Linked DNA regions of Mus musculus: region 1 is linked to region 2. Evidence: chromatin contacts called from public HiChIP or PLAC-seq data. All regions are on one chromosome and are shown on one strand. The core of a region is the stretch at or near the end of the contact, and the rest is flanking DNA. Distances in the headings are between cores, read along the strand shown. Region 1 overlaps Bcl9 (B cell CLL/lymphoma 9). Region 2 overlaps Gpr89 (G protein-coupled receptor 89).

Evidence for each region. HiChIP or PLAC-seq counts read pairs in DNA pulled down with a chosen protein or histone mark.
Region 1: an H3K4me3 HiChIP or PLAC-seq map of bone marrow-derived macrophages shows a contact between it and region 2, with 4 times the contacts expected there. The contact joins two enhancer-like sites. A contact is called at or near these places in 1 of 115 datasets of contacts at active chromatin or transcription factors (bone marrow-derived macrophages) and 2 of 9 other capture datasets (adipose tissue and embryonic stem cells).

Annotation. Positions count from the first base shown.
Region 1 is chr3:97,199,483-97,205,718 of GRCm38.p6, forward strand. Bcl9 (B cell CLL/lymphoma 9) reads right to left here. Exons shown (of 10, transcript NM_029933.4): 10 at 4,180-6,236. The coding sequence ends at 5,378. Among named protein-coding and RNA genes, the nearest start is that of Bcl9, 25 kb to the right of the region's middle. Within about 2 kb of position 4,594, at least 66 of the 459 cell types and tissues checked have an H3K27ac peak or open chromatin away from gene starts, as enhancers often do. A contact at or near this core is called in bone marrow-derived macrophages, where this site is marked.
Region 2 is chr3:96,881,665-96,887,647 of GRCm38.p6, forward strand. Gpr89 (G protein-coupled receptor 89) reads right to left here. Exons shown (of 14, transcript NM_026229.4): 8 at 855-964. Among named protein-coding and RNA genes, the nearest start is that of Gpr89, 21 kb to the right of the region's middle. Within about 2 kb of position 2,042, at least 37 of the 459 cell types and tissues checked have an H3K27ac peak or open chromatin away from gene starts, as enhancers often do. A contact at or near this core is called in bone marrow-derived macrophages, where this site is marked.

The DNA of each region.
Region 1 (6,236 bases), core at 3,344-5,843, 320 kb after region 2:
TGATTTGTGGGTGTCTCCAGGGTAAGTCACTCCCTAAGTAGTGGAGGAGCGTCTATGTGGGAAGTGAGAAAAAATGAAGGCCCCTGGAAGTGCGGTAAAGAAGAGAAATAAATACAGGCTCCCCCGGAGACTTTAATAGAAAGAGCTTTCTGCTGTGGTAAATAAATAAAACAAAATCTTGAAAACGTAAATTCACACTAATTAATTGAATACTGGTTAACAAGAGAAATGTAAATTGTATGTCTCCACCTGTGCTCCAACAACCGGAATGGGCAAGAAATGCAGGGGCTGCTTCCCAAGCAAGGGTTTTGAAAATCTTCTCAAAGCCACATAGAATACCCCCCCACCTCCGTGCTGTCCCCAACACTAAGCACCATCCCCCACCCCCACCCCAGCAAGCACAGCTGGACTTTACTCTCCCAGCAGGACTCTAACTTCTGCTTTGACACCCTGGGGCATCTCATAATTGTTCAGGGGCCCTGAAGAAGTATTTTTGCAGAGACACCTGTTCTTTTGTGCTTGGTGAGATAACTCAGCTTTCCCAGGCTTTAAATCTGTGTGAGGGAGGCAGTGACTTCTGCACCCACCAGGGCTTGTAGGCTTTCGGATACTCACCTTCTCTAGCAGTGTGGCTTCCAAGCACGGTTAAGTACTGAGTCGGAAAGCTAAGAGCTGAAGTGTGGTCACCCACACAGAGGCAGAAGGCACTCCTGTCTGACAGGAGCCCTGACAGGCGCAGTAGGCAGAGGAAAGTACCTTTCATTATGATCCTTATAGTGCAGCTCCCTGTATTTTCCCGGTTAGCTCCCTCCAATAAGAAACGTCTACAAACTAGATTCTGCTCATTATTCACGATCTGCTTTAAATGTGTTATTTTTGAGTCTACCAAGAAATTAAGGTTCTAGTGACTTTCTTAAAAATAAGTTTATGACTTTGAAACAATTACAGAAGAACTAGGAACGACAGAGTCAATACTGATGCAGAACTTAGGAAATCTGCCTTTTTAAGCAGAGGAGAGTAGCTTAGGGTTGTACATGGGTGTTTACCCGTCTTCCCGTGGCTCCCTTCCCCCACCCAGCCTGTCTCCCACACTCCACTTTATGTACTTCTGAAGCCAATCCAATTACCTGATTTCCCTGCTTAAAACGTTTTACGTATGGTGCTGGGCATCAAACCCTAGCCTTGTGAGGTCAAGTAAGTTTAGGACACTACCTGCAAGGCTTCCTTGCTTAAAATTTAAGTTCCAAGTCCTAGAGGGCCACACCAGGCTCTGCGTGATCCAGCCCCTCTCTCGGAGCATTTTCTCTACGCCTGTCTTCCTTCAAAGAGGCTCTTGCTGTTCTGCTCTCTTCCACCTGTCTTCCAGGAAGCCTCCCTCCTTCCAGAGTCAGTTCAAAGATCACCCTTCGTTTGAAGAAACTTCCTTTCCGGCTGCTTGTTCTTTTCTGTTCCCACTTCTCTGCAGTAGCCACCAGGTCGTATTGTAACCGACTCACAGTTTCTTTATCCTGGGCTCAGCACAATCCCTGACACACACAGTAGGTGCTCTATCAGTGTCGGCTGAGCAAATGAATCTTCCCCTTAAGGCTAACTCCCTTCTCCTTTCAGCACTTTCAAAGCACCCAGAAAAGGAAGAAAAAGAAACCACTAACACAGGCAACATTCAAATGCAACACAGAAGCCATCTTTCCCAGGGTGCCTGGAGCTGCTGCTAAGAGAATAATCATGGGAGCACGACCCATACCGCTATGGAGCACCGTGACTTTACTTAGCTACCACAGTCACAGTCACCTAAATAGTCTGTGGAGCCCAGGGAGAAACAGAAGCACGGGACCTCTATATCGAGAGTGCTGAAGTGATAGCCCCCTCATTGAACTATGCTGAGGCCCCATCTAGTCTACCTGAACAGGTGATCCATCCCAGAAGCCAACCTTGACAAATGCCATTGAACTGAATTTATAGCATTATGTGACAATGAGGAAGGATGGGAGAAAAGGATCAACTGTTTCAAAAGCAGCTTCAAACATTGAAATTGTTTACAGATTAGCTTTAGCCTGGGGGCATAGAGCTTAATCGTAGATCACCCATGTTTAATCCCTTTGTTTAAATTTCTCATGCCACACCCTACATTAGAAGACTAAAGTTATATATTTGCATATTTCCATTTCTAGCTATAGGCTTGTTTTAGATCACATTATTTTGGAGAAAATGCTGCACGGTCCTTACCAACCCTTAAAGCCAGCACAGCACCGCACCCCACTTAGTCCTGAAAGTAACAAGCTATGATTTCATTTTCTCCATGAAACCCAAACTGTTTGGGTGGAGAAACTAGCTGAGCCTTTACTACGTCACTATCCCATCTTTGCCCCTCCTTATTAAAAGCATTACATTGTTAAGTTTTCCATGCACCCACACTCAATCTCTCAAAAGTGTGATTTTTATGTCGATCCTATTAACTTACCAATTACATCTAAAGCTCACATAAATTTGGCTTAGCAGAGGTTCTTGGGATGGACTGCGGCTGAGGGATGCTGATGAGGAACAAGGAAGGCTTCCAAGTCCTAAGAAAACATAAGAAATGGGAAGGCTGACCTGCGCTACTCCAAGTTCTCCAGCAGGGGGCTGCAAGGCAGGAGTGACACACCCATGGTTCCCCAGCAGGCTGTGGCTGTCTCCACACCTCTTGCTGCCCCTCCAAGTGAACACTGGCTTTTAGATCAACTCCCTCCCTACCTGGGCTAGTAGCCATGGGACCCAATTCCACGGTGACTGCAATGCCAGTATCAGCAGTAAGGTGTGGGGCTGCCCCAGCCCGACCAGCTGGCCTGTCTCTTGGGGGTTTCATCTCACGTTCCTCATGCTTTTTACCCTGTTCTGTGCTACACAATTCAGGGCCAGAAACATCAGAGACCAGGGCAGCTACATCCATGAGTCGTGATCATGGATTCCGGCCTACTGTCTCTATGACACAAAATGTGTTATCCAGTATCAACAGAGTAGATCAAAATAAGTCTCTTCTTAAACTTGTGGGCTCTACTACCCTGACCGTAAAGGTGATTATCGTATATTTCACAGATCCTCTTAAGGAAAGCACACACCAAGGGGACTGGCAGCGTGGATCTCCCAGTGTGCACATCCACTTTTTTGTTGTTTGGGGCTCCTGAGCAGACAGACATGACAGGCGAAGATGAAAGCAGCTCTCAGAACCATTTGTCAGAGAGAGAGAGAGCCACATTCACAGGCAACAGTGTGTGAAACAGCAGCCAAGTCTAATTTGTCCAGGTCTGACTCCGCACCTGCTGCTCCTGGCTCAGCATCTCACCTGAGAACAGACATGCACACAGACACAGCATCTCACCTGAGAACAGACATGCACACAGACACCCTCTTGCTGAGTTCCACGCACAGACAACTCAAAAGGAGTACACTCACCAGAACAAATCAGCTGTGCAGGGACACAGCACCGAGTACCTCAATGCATGACTTGTAGGATAGACATCAATGTGTTGGGGAGCCATATGTGGTTAGCAGAGGTGACCAGGGGCAGGCTGGGGTGGAGGGTGGGCAGAAAAGACCACAGTCGCATGGACAGTCAAAACACAGGATGTGTAGGTGTGGTAATATTTTATGTCAGGAAGATCCAGGGAGGTCTCAGAGCTTATTTAAATAACTTAAGATCTATGTTGGCCTTCCTAGTTGATTTATACCATTTTGCTGGCTCTCATGAAGGAACCTAACGAAGGCCAGCTCTTGCTCTAGAGCAGTGGTTACCCTCCCAAGGGTCAGATAACCCTATCGTAGGGACTCATTTAAGACTGTTGGAAAACAGATTCATAACAGTAGCAAAATTAAATGAAGTAGCAACAACAAAGATAATTTTACTGTTGGTGCCACAATGTGAGGAACTGTGTTAAAGGGTCACTGTGTTAGGAAGGTTGGGAACCACTGCTCTAGAGGGGAAGATCAGCTGTGAGGAAGGCTTGCTTTTCTGCTGTGATGGATTCCAGAGAAGGGAGCAACTCTACAAGGAAGGGTCGCTGACAGCAAGGTATGCTCTCAAGAGTGCCCCTCTCCTTCCCCATCTCTACAGCCAGCTCCAGTATTAGGACTCCAGTCATATAGTAACCAATGGCCCTGATACGAAGTGAACAGGAAGCCAAGGCACAAAAAGGCAGTTCTGTTTTGTAAGAAACAATATATTTATTTTTCTGACACCACAGCTCTGGTGAGTGGTTTTGTACCAAATTTAATGAAGATTACACAGAACGTTTCACGCATGGGAAGAGGGAGGGAAGGGAAGGAACACAAAATTTAAAACAAAAACAAAATCCTGGATAGCTTTTAGCATCGGTTCCATTCCCACACATTAATAAAATTCACTTGGGAATTCCTAAGAAAAGGAGAACAAGAAACAAGGCGGGCAAGGAAGAGTACACCAGGGCGGGGAGGGCAGGGAGGGACAAGAGGCCAGAGGGCATCCGAGGCAGGGGCGAGGCTTCAGGGAGAACCCCAGAGAGCCTGGGTATTGCAGCTGCCAAGGGGAAGAAGAGAGGGGAAAGCAGAGGGCCACCAGCGGGGTCACAGGAAGGAAACACACGTAACCAAGGAACTGAAGGAGGAGAGAGAGGAAACCGTGAGGGCGGGCAGGTTGTACACTGGAGACAGACCGTGCTGAGGAGCACGTGAACCGAAGAACAAACGTCCCAAGCTTCAGTATTTTTAAAAAGAAAAATGTCCCCCCTCCCCCCACCCCTCGCTGAACTCAGTTCCTTTTTTTGTGCTTTTCGTTAATACTCTGCTCTGAGGTCGTAGTTTGGTTTTTCTATACACTGGAGTTGAAAGAAAATAGTCCAAGGTCTGAAGATGGATTCTCCATCGAAAGTAAACAGCCCAGCATTCCTGTTCTCCTCTTGCCCCAAAGACTAAAGTCTCTGCTAAAATCCCTTTTACAATATAGTACAGTACACACATACACACAAAATAAAGCCCAAATCAAAAGTAAAAAAAAAAAACCAGAAAAGAATCCTGGGAGAAGCCAGTCCAAAGGACGTAAACACAGAACGGTGCAACACATGACCGATGGCAATTCTCAAACACGGCTACAGACTCCCAAAAGTAGGTGCCGTCACGGGATCCCCATGTCCACAAAAATAATTTTTAAAAAATAAATCTTAAAAAAACACACCTGTTGATTAAATGAATAATTTGTTTTCCGGTAAATCCATACATTCTTGGTTCCCTCCTCCCTCAAAGCAGCCCCGGGTCCCTCTTCTCCTATTGCATGACCAACAGTAAGGACTCCTGGAACTCCATCAAAGCAGCTCACAGGACCTGGAATCTCATCTTGACAAGGATCGGCACATCCAATCGTAGCAGCTTAAAACATCATGTTTCCTGGGTTACCAGGTCCTTGGCTAAACCCACCCATGCCCACATCAGCAGCCATGCCCCGGGGCCTCATTTGTGGGGGAATCATGATGTTCTGTTGGGGTCCCATCATGCCTTGCATGGACATCATCATGCCTGGAGAACCCACAGGCCCTGGGTGGGTATAGAGCCCAGCAGGCCCCCGATCCTTGCCAGGAATCATGCCCACAGCAGCAGCTGGATTGGTCATCAGGGTGGCTGGGCCGGGCACTGTGGATTGTGCTGGTGACATCATCCGGTGGTGAGGTCCCATCATGCCTTGCTGGAGAAAGGCTGGTGGTCTCATTGGGTTGTGGCCTGGCATGGATGGAGATGTACCAAGAGGAATGTCTGGAGTTCCTACTGGCCCGGGGCCTCCCATGCCAGGTAATGCTAACCCCATTCTTGGGGCTTGATCGCTCATCATCCCCTGCATGTGTGAAAACCCAGGCCCAGGACCTTGTGGCTGTTTGCGGCCGGGGACTTCCCCTCGAGGGAAATACTGCAGTGTCTGGCTGGGCTTCTCCGATGGGATAATGCGGGAGAGATCAAACTCAGGTATTCCGGTGGCTCCAGGTCGGATTACCTCCTGCAGATCTGGGTCTGTAAACACGGAGGGCATGCTGTTCCCCAGGACAGTGAAGGAGTCAGGAGCCCCTGGGCCTCCAGGCTTGCAAAGTGCTGGATCTGCTGAACTTTGGGGCAGGTTGCTGGGACGACCAAGGGGTCCTTCTCCTGGGAAACCTATCCCTCCTGGGAAGTTACCTTGTCCCCCAGTGGGGCCATTGTGAGGGAATGGAACCTGCTGAGGAGGAGACTGTACTGGAGGG
Region 2 (5,983 bases), core at 792-3,291:
ATGCAGACGAGTGTGGGAGCCCTCAGAAGGCAGCTCCCTAGGACTGGGGCACCTATGAGTCACCTGATACATGTGCAAGAGCAGGCCCCTCTCCGAGCCTCTGAGCCGTCTCTCCAGCCCCCATGACTCCTTTTCCTTTCTCTGCCACAGTCACCTGGCTTTCTCTGTCTGATTCTTATCTATAGCCACGTCAGAATGGTGTCCGGATCCATCACAATAGCCTGCATCCTTCTCCAACTGACTTAACTGGTGACAGAGACAGAAGAACATCTCAGCCCTGACAGCCTGTGGGAGGGGACGGGAGAAGAGGGAGAAACACACAGGCTTGGTTTTCTCTATGTGGAACTAGTCAGCCTCCAAACCAGCAGGGCCAGGAACAATCCAGTAACCAGGTTGCCCTGTTTTATTTATTTTTTTTAAGGGGGGGGGGGGTGGAGCTGCTTGAAATCTGTGTGGCATTAACTGGGTTAGGAATGGAACCTTGCCACCACACTGTTGTAGGGAGTCACTGTGCTTTGTGGTCTTGCATCTGTGGGTGACAGAACAGCACAGCGGAACAAGTTATGAAGCTGAGGCCATAGTTCTGTTCCTACACTTGCCACAAACCACCGTGTGACTTCACCTCTCTGGGTCTATTTTCTCATCTGTGAAATGGAAAGAATGATCTGATAGGTTCGCTCCAGCTCAGAGACAACGCTTCTGCAGTTAGGTACAAGTGTAGGGAAGATGACGTGCCCACTGGACCTCCTAGCCCAGTGCTGGCTGGCCCTGATGCAGCCAGGCACCCTAGAGGGGACTGACTCAGCCCCTGGTGCAGAGTGGAGGAGAAGAGCCAAGAAGAAGGTAAAGGATACTTTCACTTCCCGGGGCTGAGGCAGTAACGCTCTTCAGCATGCCCCAGAGTCCCGACGGCTTGTTCTGCACATCCCCTCTCTGGAACATGGTTCTCCGTGCCACGGCCATTCTGCAATACAGAACACAGAAGCCTGAGCAAAGAACTGGGACTTGCAGCCTCATCTCCCACCGTCCTGAGTCACAGCTATGTCTCCACTGGTTCAGAAGTTACACAGAAGACAACATTTCCAGAGGCTGCGTGGCCTGGCCCGGGGAACAGAATATAGAGTAGGCAATACATCTGAGGTCTGGCTCTGCCACCTGGAAGCTGAGAGACCCACAGTTTACTTTCTCACTCTGGGTGGTTGTAAAGAATAAGGAAATACCACTGTCATCCATCCTTGCCATATGCTAATATCATTTAGAGAACAAAGTGGCTAACAATTCTATAAAGAACCAGGCACAGAGGAGGGACACAAGGAAAAGCAGACCACAGAAAGGAAACAGGAAGTTCACACAGACAGGGCCTTAACTCACTGCAGTCCACCTCTTGCCATGACTGTCATGGCGCTACTGCTGGACAGGGTGCATCTGTGGGTGCTCCTCCTATCTGTGGAGCACTCAGGGGCATCGTGACAGCTGATGGCAAGTTCTAGTCTGCCCAGAGTATTAAGAGCAAGGTCCTTGTGAGCTTAGAAGACACACATGATTACTTGAAGAGTGCAATGGGCCTAAAACCAACCAGGACAAATCTAGCACAGGTAGGAGAGCAAGCTACAGAGAAATTCATGGTGGACATTTTTGGGTGACAAGAGACAAAAATGGGGATGAGGAAGCAGCAGCATTGGCATCATGTCTGCAACAAATGGTACCAGGTGACAAGGGCCAGATGGCATTTCTGTGGGCTAAATTCTTAAAGCATCAGTTAAAAGGTCACTCGTAACAAAGAGTGTTAGGCATATTCATTTTGGTGACGGAAACAGTTCCCTTTTCAGTGAGCGCTGCCTGGATAAGGTACAAATCAAACAGCCACAAGCTTGTGCTGCCTTCCCTGACACGGTCCCTCCAACTCGGCATTTTGGGAAGTCGTGAAAAAAGAACCAAGGAAAGGCTCCGAGCCACGACTCCGTCAGTTTCTAAGGGGAACTTGGGACGAGCATGTGAGGGGGTTCTGGGCTGTGCAGTTCTTGGCTCAACACCTGGGATTACCAGCAAAGCAGCTCAAAGGGGAGCACGGAAGCCACTTCTATCCTCCTAGCCAATACTAAAGGCTGCGGTGTGGCGCTGGCTGCCTATGTGAAGGCGTGAGGTATCATGCTCTCTCTCAGCAGATAGACAAATGGAGTAACCAGAGTGAAAGTTGGCTGGACACACACAAATTACCCCGGTTTTAGACAATTTACTTTCACTTTTGATTTTAATCACCTAATTTTAAGCCAGTTTTGCTTTTGGCAAATAAGCTGCAGACAAAAATAGACATGCGCTTAAGTAGAAAAGATGAGCAGCAGCTAACTTTCTGCGATGCACTTTTACAACACACTCAAACACACACACACAAGGGCAGGAGCCACTTTCACCTTCAATTTCCCCATTGCTTCTTCCTAAGATCATCTTGTAACAAGAAAAGAGCTATGTGCTGTGGGCTGGGTGTCATTTAAAAATTCCTAATACAGCTGGGTGATGGTGGCACACACCTTTAATCCCAGCACTTGGGAGGTAGAGGCAGGCAGAGCTCCCGAGTTCTGGAACTATCATTAGTTTGGGGCTTCTATGAATAAAGCTGATAAAAACAGTTCTGGAACCAACTTCCTATGAATATAAAAATTGTATTTTGCTGCATAAACACCCAGTATAATTTCTGGTTGGATACTGGCATATTTAGTTTTTAAGGAGAGCTAGATTGTATTCTAGTTATTCTACCATCCTACATCTGCATCTTTACCAACCAGCACTTCACGTCATCATCATTAAAAGGCTGTGTGTGTGTGTGCACGTAGGTGTCTGTGGGGTCCAGAAGAGGGTGTCAGATTCCTTGGAGCTGAAGTACAGGGGTTATGTGCTGTCTGACATGAGTGACAGGAAGTAAGCACAGGCCCTATGCAATCACAACACGTGCTTGTAGCTGTTGAGCCCTGTCTCCAGCATCCCTTCCTCGCCCGTCACTGATTTTGAGGCATCCCGACTGTACAGTAACCTTATGGTGGTCGATACTGTTGACATACAATTTCCATCTGTATGAACCCCTGTGTTTCCATAATCCCAATGCCTTCCAATCCCCCTCCCCACATACATTCTGATTGTACTGTTATTTTCATGTGAGTTTTGGAAGTTTTTCCTTTTTCCAGGTCTATTTAGCAATCTCTTCTCAAACACTCCCTCCTTTTCTACAGCTTGTCTTTCCTCATTCTTTACACACTCCTCTGCAAACAAGTCTTAATTTTGATGACGTCCAGTGTATTCATATTTTGTTGTCTGAACTGTATTTTGGGGATTCTATTTTTTGCCTAGCTCTAGATCTCAAAGATTCTTTCCCTAAAGGTTCTGTAGTTTTACCCTTTATATCTAAGTTCAAGGTCTGTTTTGAATTCATCTTTCTACATGACACTTATAATTGTTTTTTTTTATTATTATTTTTGGAGGAGGAAAAGTCTATGGATTTACCATTTCAGGATCATTTAGTAAAATACCCTTTTCCACGGAACTTTTTAAAGTTTGCCTGGCCTAGTAGAAGGCCAGTTCTATAGAACACAGAACTGGTACCTAGCATGGGGCAGATATCTGGCTGGTATGTCATAAACATTTCAGGATACACTAGATGGCAAACACTGTGTAAAAGTCTGTGGAGGGGTGAGTAGGCTGAGCAGCTCTGAGGAGGTTTCAGTCAGAGATCTACTTTTTCAGCCCCGCTCAAGGCCAGGATGGAACCATCTGAGGTTTGAATCTTCTCAGGACAGGGCTGGTCTGGACAAGACTTCTCAGAGCTAGTTCCATGTGAATCCTTTCTATTGCCTGGGAATCAGCTGAAGAGCCAGAAACCTGGATGAAAACTACCCAGGAATTCACAGCACTGAGAGCAACGGCCCTGGATAGACTATGCCTTTGAAGAAATATGCATGGATCTACTCAAACCAGCATCGTCAAGGTAAAGGACATAACTATAGTCTGGCCATGGGGTTCCGGCATTGTCTCAGGAGGAACCTAATCTGGCTAAAGTTTATTTTTTCCTTTTGCTCTTTTCTATTTAACTTTTTATTCTTTGTGAATTTCATATCATGTACCCCAATCCTACTCATCTCCCCAGCTCTCTGTACCTGCCCTCTGCCCTTGCAACCTCCCTCCCAAAAGGAAAAAAAATCTCATTGTGGGAGCGGTGGTGTGTCACAGTGTGTCCCACAGTACACCCTTTTGTCCACACTTCTTTACTTGCAAATATTCACTGTAATGAGTTACTGGTCTGGTTAGAGGCCTCTTGCAACTGCTACACTATCAATACTGGATCTTCACCAGGACTCTTCTGAGATATCCTACTGTTGCCCTGTGTCACTGAGATTCTGCAGCTTTGGATCTGCAGGATTGGCCCTTCACATGCTCCAGCAGTTCATAGATGGGGCAGAGGTTGGGGTGGGCCAGCTGAGAGCCCTGGATCTGGACCTGGGTGGTAGCTGAGCTAGTCAACCTGCACCCATACCACCAGGGCAAGATCTCCAGCACTGTTCCGGCTAGCTCACCCAATGCCACAGCTGGCAAGGGGCAGGGCCAACTCTCCTACTCTCATGCCCTTGGGAACAGCTCACACCCCCTTCCCTGACCCCACTACTACCAGTGTCAGCTCTACTGCGCTGCCCAGGTGAGGTACAGGGTCCACTCTCTCCAGTGCTGCACTGGCTAAAGTTTTGTCATCTGGACCCATTTGGAGTTAGTTTCTTTCTTTTTTTCTTTTTTAGTTTTCTGAGACAAGGCTTCTCTATGTAGCCTTGACTGTCCTGGAAACTCACTTTGTAGAACAGGCTGACCTTGAACTCAGAGATCAGATACCTGCCCCTGCCTCCTAAGGGCTGGGATTATAGGTGTTCATTGCCACCATCTGGTGGTTGGAGTTACTTTCTATTGCCTGATTTGTATGCTGAAATGCTCAGCTTCATTGTTTCACAGCCAAGTTAGGGTTTGGGTGGACAGGTATGTGTGACTGTGGAATCCTCTTCTCAGAGTACTGTACAGTCTCCCTACAAGATGCCCAGCTCACCTGCAGCAGCCACCTCTGCACAGGTCCACCTCTGAGCTCCTTTAGCTGGCTGCCCTAAGGCCTCCTAGAGCCTCCATGAAATCAGTGCTTAAATAAGGACATCATCACCTGATTCTGTAGCCACACTTCAGGACTCACTCGCTGGCGTTACTCTCCTTATGGGAGCTCTCCTAAACTTCTGATCCCTGCACCACTCCTGAGTTCTACCTTCTGACAGCTCCTGTCACAAGTGTGTGGCCAGCATGCACAACCTGGGGCAGTCACTCAAAGGCAGAGGGAACCTGGAAACCCAAGCAGCATGTGCCAATCAGTCTTAACAAGCATCTCGGGCTCTTTGGTGCTTCTGTGTGTACATTCTGCTGTGTGGCGAGGTGAGATCTGCTTGGAACTGACATTTAAATTGTGGATCTTGGCCCTCTAGCATCCTGGGATTTCAACACCTCACCCTTGATTCCCAGGTATTCTGCTAATCTGAACGCCATGGAACAACTTATGACAATCCAGAAACTTCTAGCAGTTACTTCATATATATATATTTTTACCTGCTTCTGCTCATTTTCCAGTGACTCCAAATGCTCATCTTTAAGATCCTCTGCAGAAGCAATTGCTCAACTCTCACTGACAGCCCCCCAATTTTCCTCCATGGCTGATTGGAAGCTCGAGGGCTGGTTCTTAAATTTCACTCAGAATGCATTGTCCCCATCTGGATCAGTTTAAAGGACCGCTTAACTGCACCTGACTGGAGGTAGAAGTTAAGCCTTTTCCTCCCAGGTTCCGTGTATATTCCACCCTGCCCATCCTGTCCACAACAGATACTGTTCTTGCAGGCCACTGTGCTGAAATCTAAAATGGGTTCTGGTCACCACTCCTCCCAGCTATGGACACTTGCCAAAAGGTTATTCTACC